Regions from separate parts of the Mus musculus genome. Here all the other regions are linked to region 3. The links are chromatin contacts, called in public HiChIP or PLAC-seq maps. All regions are on one chromosome and are shown on one strand. The core of a region is the stretch at or near the end of the contact, and the rest is flanking DNA. Distances in the headings are between cores, read along the strand shown. Region 1 overlaps Gk5 (glycerol kinase 5 (putative)). Region 2 overlaps Tfdp2 (transcription factor Dp 2). Region 3 has its middle 12 kb from the start of Gm28729.

Region 1 (2,727 bases), core at 175-2,674, 370 kb after region 3:
TAAAAATCATGTTTAATTTTTATAATCAAGATAAGACATGCAAGATCAAAGCTAGGCATCTAGCTAAGTACATTAATCCCAGCTTTCAGTTTAGTGCTTTTAATGGGATTCCTGAGTGCCCCAACAAGTGGGTTTCTGATTCTTATGCCTTCTTTTAGATTATTCCTTCTGTTTGTCTTGTCCAATTTTTTTTAAAGATTTATTTATTTATTATATGTAAGTACACTGTAGCTGTCTTCAGACACTCCAGAAGAGGGAGTCAGATCTTGTTACGGATGGTTGTGAGCCACCATGTGGTTGCTGGGATTTGAACTCAGGACCTTCGGAAGAGCAGTCGGGTGCTCTTACCCGCTGAGCCACCTCACCAGCCACGTCTTGTCCAATTTTAATATGGAACTTTTGTTTTTATACTTTATTATCTCTTAGAAAACCATTTTCTTTTTTCTTTTCTTTCCTTTTTTTTTCTTTCTTTTTTTTTTTTAAATGTTTTTTTTTTAAAAGACAAGATTTCTCTGTTGTATTCCTACCTGTCCTGGAACTCAATCTGTAGAGGATACTGGCTGGCCTCTGCTTCCCAAAGGCTGGGATTAAAGGTGTGAGCCACCACTGCCCTGCTGAGTGTTTTCTAAGGAGAGAAAGGGGATAGATAGGACAGGAGGAGAGGAGATGGAAAGCGGAAAGGGAGAGGTTTTGGTTCTCAAACCCCGACAAATGGCTGAGGACTCTGGCTGCCAGCCTCCCTCAGTCCATCCCTGTGATAGAGGCCTGGCACCTCAGCACCTGCCGCTCCTACTCTCAACTCTCCAGCCCCTGGTGTCATTGCCCTTCCTCCAGCCATCTTGGCTGCACAGTCTCTACCCCCCCCCCAGGTCTGTGACTCATCTTGCTCTGCCCCCTCTTCTCTTATCTCCTCCTCCCCCTACCTCTCTCATCTCAAGGCCAGGTTCAATCTGGACCCTTTTAGATGCCTCTGGCTGCACTCTTCCATTTATCTACAATAAACCTTCTTAACCCATACCTAGGAGCGCTCATGTCCTCAGTGTTTTCATTCAAGGGGAAACTGTATTCAGGATAGATTACAAGAGAAAAAATATTTTCAAAATTTCAAAGGGAAAAACAGTAGGGAAAACAATGTCAGGTCAAGGGCACATGGAAAAGGCTTCCTTCCTCCCTCCCTCCCTCTCTCCTCTGCCATGCAGACAGAAGGAACGTGTTCAGCAGAGACTAATGCACACTGCATAGCCAGGACACCAGGGCGCAGCCCCTGCCAAACTATCAGGGGGACCCCTGAAAAGCGGCATTCAAGATCATTACCTTGTAATGATCTTTTTCAAAGACTGCCCAAACAAAGAAGATGTGAGCACAGATAAACCAATCACTGAACGACTCTCTAGGCAGAACACTTCCAAGACTGGCCACCAGGTGGCACTACTGAGTGACAGAGCCAAACAGCAGAGCAAAAGCTTGGAAAACAGAAAGGACAATGGAAACAACCCAAGGGCAGTGGGGCGTTTGCCTTCTCAGCCCATCCTAATGGACTGCCTACAAGAACAACTTAAGGGGCAGCTGGGATGGCTCAGTGGTTGAAAGCACTTTTTGCTCTTGTAGGTGACCTGGGTTCAGTTCCCAGATAACATGGCGCTTCCCACTCATTCCGGTTCTAACACCCTCTTCTGACCTCTGTGGGCACAGGCAAAGCATTCGTAAGCAGAAAATAAATAAGACATTAATATAAGAAAGAAAAACTTACAATATCAAAATTCCCCAGAGGATTTAAACAGGAGTCTCATAAATAGCCTAATGTCAGAAACACCTTAAAATTGGTTAATTTTCTTAATCCTTTGCAAGAGAATAGGTATTTATAAAGCCCAAGATACCTCAGACATTAAGATCAGAGAAAAACTTGAAAACAACAAACAGCCACGGTCTGCTTCTCAGACTTAAAACCAAAGGCAGGAGCCTAGCAAAGGAACAGAGGAGGGACAGAGCTGCACTAAGAGCAGTGGCTGCGGCAGGGGGTGGTGACAGGCGCCTTTAATCCCCCAGCACAGGGATATATGCAGATCTTTTTGAATCAGAAGTCAGCCTGACCTACAAAGTGAGTTTCAGGACAGCCACCACTAGACAGAGAAACCCTGTCTTGAAAAATCAACAAACAAACAAAACAAACAAATAAACAAACACCCCACTGGCTGCTTTTCTGGTGGATGCGGGTTCAATTCCCAGCTCCCACATGACAGCTCACAACTGGCTATAATTCCAGCTCAAGGGGATCTGATGCCTTTTTCTGGCTACTGAGGGGCCCAAGTATATGTTGCAAGCATACACATAAAATAAAAATAAATATTTAACAAAAATCCTTTGGGGCTGCAGAGATGGCTCAGTGCTTAAGAGTACTGACTGTTCTTCCAGAGGTCCTGAGTTTAATTCCCAGCAACCACATGGTGGCTCAAAACCATCTGTGATGGGAGGTCTGATGCCCTCTTCTGGTGTGTCTAAAGAGAGCAATGTTTACTCATATACATAAATAAATAAATCTTAAAAAAATCCTTTCTCAATTAAAAAAAAAAGAAAATAGAATATATGAAGACAGCTGACTGAGGACTTTAGAAACAAAAAGTATAATAAAAATATGAACTCATTTGGATTGACTCAAAAGAAATGGAAACAACAGGAGAAACTGGAAAAACTGGAGACAGCATGACAGAAGTTACCCTGAGCACGAGG
Region 2 (2,790 bases), core at 32-2,531, 310 kb after region 3:
CTCAGTAGATAAAGTGCTTGCTGAGCCAGACTGAAGATCTGAGTTCAAACTCAAACCCACATAAAGGTAAAAAAGGAAAAATTTCACCAAGTTGCCCTCTGACCTTTCCAAGTACACCCTGGCATGCAGATAGTCCCCCACACCATATACACACAAAATATTTTTTTTATTTAGCTCAATATCTGAGTCCTGGTCTACAGGACAGCCAGGATTACACAAAGAAACCTTGTGTAGAAGAAACAACAACAACAACAACAACAACAAAACAAATGTACAAAAACAACTTAACTCAAAGCAAGTTATAATACATGGACTCATTACTATACATTATGGTTTTATACACTAAAGAGTTGTAGTCTTACAATATTACAAACTTGGAATATTCTGTAAACTTTCAACATTTCAAATTTGTAATTTGGTACCTCAAAACTTCTTTTCAAAGATACATTTAAAAGTTTACTGTAATAAAACTCATATGGTCTCAAACTATTGATCATTATCTTGATATTTTGATACATGTCTACATTGTTTTTATAAGTTTTTTATTTATGTGTAATGGTGTTTTGCCTACATGTATGTCTTTATGAGGGCATCAGATCCCCCAAGAAATGTAGTTACAGACAGTTGTGAACTACCATATGGGTGCTGAGAACTGAATCTGGGGCTTCTGGAGAGCAACCACTGAGCCATCTCTCCAGCCCACCACCACCACCACTACCACCATCATCATCACTGGTTTTTTGAGACAAGGTTTCTCTTTGTAGCCCTGACTGTCCTGTAGACCAGACTAATGTCAAACTCAAGAGACCCACCTGTCTCTACCTCCCAAGAGCTGGGATTAAAGGCACGTACTACCACGGCCCAGTCCATGTCTACATTATTAAATAATCACTACAATCATGCTAGTTAACAAATTCTTACTTTTATGGTATGTTGTGTGTGTGCATGAGTCTATGTACTGAGTAGATTTAATTTAGTATTAATCTGTGCTGGTGTATAGCTCAGCAGGTTTTAATTTACACGTCAAAATCTCTGGGTTCAATTCCCTGAACAGCCCCTCCTCTGAAACAAACTATTCTAATCCATAACATAAGGTTGGGGGATGGTTTTGTGCACTGTGTATTCAGATGCTGATTTCTATGCCCAGACATCTGGTTGCAAGGTCAAGCATCTCTGGTCTCAGTGTTATGTAAAAATTGTTTTCTATCATCTCTGATTGGTTAATAAAAGGATAAGCCAACTAGCTGGGTAGAAGAGAATAGGAGAATAGGGTGGAACGTCTAATCCCAGTGAGAGGGTCCCAGAGAGAGGAGGGAGGACAGACCAACAGACAGACAGAGGGAGTAGAAGGTAGAGAGACCATGAATATGAACTAGGAAGATTCGCTGTGAGGTAGCAATGAGAAAGCAGTCATAGGAATGTAACAAATTAGAAGTATGTAACAAATTAGAAGTATACAATACAACAATGAACATCACTGTGCTGCAAATCAGTTCTTCAGTAATTTGAAAGAATTTTAAGGTTTAAATGTAAAGTTTTAAAACTTTGTAGACTTGGCTTTAATAAGTTTTTGTTATTATTTTATATGTATGGATATTTTGCCTGTATGTACATCTATGAACCATTTGTGCCTGGTGCCCACAGAGGCAAGAAGAGAGTATGAGAGCCTTTGAAACTGTTGTTACAGACAGTTGTAAGCTGCCATGTGGGTGCTGGAAATCACACCCAAGAGTTCTAGAAGAGCAGCTAGTTCTCTTAACTGCTGAGCCATCTCTCTAGACTCACAATGGACTATTTTAAAAAACTATGTAATGTTTTACATTATATATCCTTCATAAGCACATACTTAGTCCATTACAATTGAATAGTTTAAGAGCTAATGGTTTCATTAGTCAGTGGTTAAAATCCTTTACTAAGTGAACTTGCTTTTTACCAAAACATTTCTATATACATTTAACACAGCCCAGTAATTCTGAATAATAGATAAATGGCACCTAAAATCAAAATTTTATGACAGAAATTGACACTGAGATGAAACTAGCTTCTCAAGTCTATGTAATGGTGTGGATACTTTGCACTGAGATTTAAGTTTAGTTAGCTTTAAACAAACAAACAAAAACCCCCACTGCAACCAACAGCCATATCATGGCTCCCCTGTACTACTCACAAATATAACGTTAAACATTTAGGCAACTGAGCATCTGTTGATGTGTGCTGTCGTTACTAAGACGCCCACCCAACATCATAAGCAAGCACTTCTGCTACAAAGAGAAAACAAAACTTTAGTCAGTCCTACTTCGAAAAGAAAGCAAAAATGACAGACATTTTTAAAATATATTCATCCCATGATTAATATTAAATACATATAACTTCAGAAGAGTCATTTACATTTTTCTTATTTTATAAAAATAATAGTTTAAAAAAAAACCAAACCACAACAAAAATCACATGTTCACAGTAGAGGGTTATTACTGTTAGGTTTTAACACTGTTCTTCATGCCGTTTCTGCAGCGTAAGCAGCAAACAAATCCACAAACTTAGACACCCATATCTTGGGGGCTGGAGTGATGGCTCAGCAGTTAAGAGCACTGACAGCTTTTCCGAAGGTCCTGAGTTCAAATCCCAGCAATCACATGGTGGTTCATGACCATCCGTAATGAGATCTGACGCCCTTTTGTGGTGTGTCTGAAGACAGCTATAGTGTACTTACACCCATATCTTAACTGTACAGTTAAAAATTAGATAAAGGCCAATTGAGTCTCACTATGACAGCCTAAGTTTTATCTTAGA
Region 3 (2,843 bases), core at 297-2,796:
GGGGGGGTCTGAACCTTTTTCATGTGGACTAAAACTTGTAATAAATACCAGTATTCTTTCTGACAGTTTATTAGCAGGGCAGGGATTGGTGGGTGAGTGGTTTCCGTTTTTTGTTTTGTTTGTTGTTTTAATTCTCAAGGTTGGCCTTGAACTCCCGATTCTCCTCCTGCACTCCTAGTGCTGTGTTGAGAGCCTGCACCACCATGTCCAGCCCTGTACCCTGAGTAAGCATGCCGTTCTTTAAAGGGCAGGGGCCATAATTTGAATTTCCCTTTCTAACTCCCATGATTCAGAATAAACAATGCCTAAAACCATTATGGTTCCTTTCTACTCCACGTCCATGCCTGCTACTAAGCTCCTCTGCAAGCTTTCCTCGCAGTGAGTCTTTTGGGTGATTTGATATTCTTAAATAACCAACCATTACTTTCATCTTAATTTTCATATGCATCTTCACCTGAAGTTCCATCTTTTTTTTTTTCTTTTTTTTGGCTCGGTGTGTTTTCTTATTTTTGTTGGTCTCCATCACAGATGGGATTTTTTTCACTGGTAATTCCTCAGAACTAAATCCATTCATAGGGAATTCAGAGCAGTGAAAATAAATTTCACGCCTTAGAGTGGGGAATGGTAACAATAAAAAGGAGCCAAGGGATCTTGGAAGAAGACTAGCCCAGCTCAGTTCTCCACTGGTGGTGGGGTTTGCACAGGCTGGCTCACATAACCTGCACCGCAGTCCTTAGGGATCTTCAGCTCCTCCGGCTTCCTCCTATCAGTGAGAGACCTGCCAGAGAAGAACCACCGCTGGTTGCCTGGCACCACACTCTCCGGCAGGTAAGTGCCCCGTCATGTGAAACACTGTGTCTGTGTGCGGACCACAAGCTTGAGGTCTTTGCCTGGGCAGAGCCTCAGATGGAGCTGATGCGTGTCCAGAATTGGGAGGTGGCTCGGGAACATCCAGAGTCTCCATGTCACTCTCTTCCTCCACCGTGCTGATTGGTGGTGCCAGGCAATAGACTGGCAGCGGGTACCGGTTGCCCAGCTCATCGTAGCACTCTGTCAGGGCACTGTGTGGTAGTGTTATGTTTGCACCATCAATGATTGCCTGTGCCAATTCATGATCATTGCTTTCAAAAGCCTGTGCAGTGGCCTTCAAAGCATCCCAGATCTCCTTTCCGGCCTTCAAAAGCTGGTGCAGTGTCCCGGAATTCATCCCTCTTGCTGCACAGTTGTCCATCTGTTAGAGGATAGTCGGTTTTCCATTCTGGTTTCTCCTTTTTCAAAGGCTGGTTTATGATCTAGAGCAACTCCCATGCGGGAGGAGTCTGGGCTGCTGGGCGCCCACGCACCCGTCCCTGGGGCCGCGGCCGCCACCAAAGGGTGCTCGTCCCACCGCCTCGCCCAGCCCTTTCCTCCGTGCCCACTTCTACCTCAGCCCCCGGCCACCTGGCCCGCAGACCCGGCCCGCGTGCTTTCCTCAGCTCCCGCTCGACCCCGCCAGGCCGGACTTGGACCATCCCGGGCGGGCCGCAGCAAACGCTCCTCCCATGCTTCCCCACGCCCCCGCGTCTAGGCCCCAGCACTGCTGCCGCTGCTGCCAGGCAGCCAGGCTCCACTGTCCCCTTCCTCTGAAGTTACATCATTGGTTACTGTTTTAGTTCCATCCAGAGTTTCAGCACCAAATGTAAGGTGCAGTAAAACCACTGAACTGGACTATCTGGGGAGAAAGAAAGGTTCATTGGGAACCAAAGAAGCAAAATGGTGGCAGAGCAAGAGGTTTTTATATGCCAGTCAACAGAGTGGTCCTTGGGCTGATACAGACTGTTCATGTTGACAGGGAACTAGGTCCCTTACCCAGGGTAGTTGACCTTTGGGGGCAAGATTAAGAGAGGTTCCTCGTTAGCAGAAACCCACCTTTAAGCCTCAACCCAGCCAAAATCCTATCTCAGACATTGGCCTCGGCACTGCCATTTTGAGGAGCAGCTTTAAGCTATCAGTGACTAAAAAGCTCATGCCTTAAAATGTTGCATCATAGCCAGACAGTGGTGGCGCACGCCTTTAATCCCAGCACTTGAGAGGCAGAGGCAGGTAGATTTCTGAGTTCGAGGCCAGCCTGGTCTATAGAGTGAGTTCCAGGACAGCCAGGGCTATACAGAGAAATCCTGTCTCAAAAAAAAAAAAAAAAAAAAAAAAAAAAAAAAGGAAAGGAAGAGGAAGGAGGAGGAGGAGGAGGGGGAGGAACAGCTATATGCAACAGACTGATAGCTAGCTATGCACTAAGTGGGGAAATCGGGGTGAGGTAAACATGTCTGCTTTCTACTTTTGCTTCAGAAATGGTGCTTAAAACACCATTGGCCAGAGCAATAAGATGGACTGAAGGGAAAATCAATAAGAAAAAATTAAGTCAGATGAAGACATTAGAAAATTTAAAAAACTAAACAAAAACCTCCCAATAGTCATGGATCAGAATTGCTGTTGTATAAATGAACATATTACTGAAAGTAATTCACATACTCAGAATTTCAATGAGATTCTTTCCAGAAGTAGAAAAAAAAAAAAAAAAAACCCAAAGTGTAAACGGAAGTTTCCAAATAGCCAAAGCAGTGTGAAGCTAGGAGAAGCAGGACTGCAGAAACAGCGCCCCATTTCCCTGTCTACAACTGAGCTGTAGGACGGAGCCTGGGGCTCCAAGCCAGCGTGGAGCTTGGCACAAAGCACAAGTGTACACCAATGCGACAGAGGGCTCAAAGGTAAACGCATGCAATTATAACCCTATGATTGTTAACAAAGATGCCAAAAACCTTAGAGAAAAGGCAAGTTCCATGCTGGGCAAACTGCACAGCAGAAGC

Evidence for each region. HiChIP or PLAC-seq counts read pairs in DNA pulled down with a chosen protein or histone mark.
Region 1: an H3K27ac HiChIP or PLAC-seq map of embryonic stem cells shows a contact between it and region 3, with 2.2 times the contacts expected there. The contact joins two enhancer-like sites. A contact is called at or near these places in 1 of 115 datasets of contacts at active chromatin or transcription factors (embryonic stem cells) and 1 of 9 other capture datasets (embryonic stem cells).
Region 2: a contact with region 3 is called in an H3K27ac HiChIP or PLAC-seq map of embryonic stem cells, with 4 times the contacts expected there. The contact joins two enhancer-like sites. A contact is called at or near these places in 1 of 15 datasets of contacts at CTCF or cohesin (large pre-B cells), 3 of 115 datasets of contacts at active chromatin or transcription factors (bone marrow-derived macrophages, embryonic stem cells and large pre-B cells) and 1 of 9 other capture datasets (embryonic stem cells).

What each region holds. Positions count from the first base shown.
Region 1 is chr9:96,166,033-96,168,759 of GRCm38.p6, reverse strand. The region is part of intron 11 of Gk5 (glycerol kinase 5 (putative)); the gene reads right to left. Among named protein-coding and RNA genes, the nearest start is that of Tfdp2, 29 kb to the left of the region's middle. Within about 2 kb of position 1,424, at least 23 of the 459 cell types and tissues checked have an H3K27ac peak or open chromatin away from gene starts, as enhancers often do. A contact at or near this core is called in embryonic stem cells, where this site is marked.
Region 2 is chr9:96,228,827-96,231,616 of GRCm38.p6, reverse strand. The region is part of intron 3 of Tfdp2 (transcription factor Dp 2); the gene reads right to left. Among named protein-coding and RNA genes, the nearest start is that of Tfdp2, 34 kb to the right of the region's middle. Within about 2 kb of position 1,281, at least 7 of the 459 cell types and tissues checked have an H3K27ac peak or open chromatin away from gene starts, as enhancers often do. A contact at or near this core is called in embryonic stem cells, where this site is marked.
Region 3 is chr9:96,535,689-96,538,531 of GRCm38.p6, reverse strand. It overlaps the pseudogene Gm8495. Among named protein-coding and RNA genes, the nearest start is that of Gm28729, 12 kb to the right of the region's middle. Within about 2 kb of position 1,546, at least 211 of the 459 cell types and tissues checked have an H3K27ac peak or open chromatin away from gene starts, as enhancers often do. A contact at or near this core is called in embryonic stem cells, where this site is marked.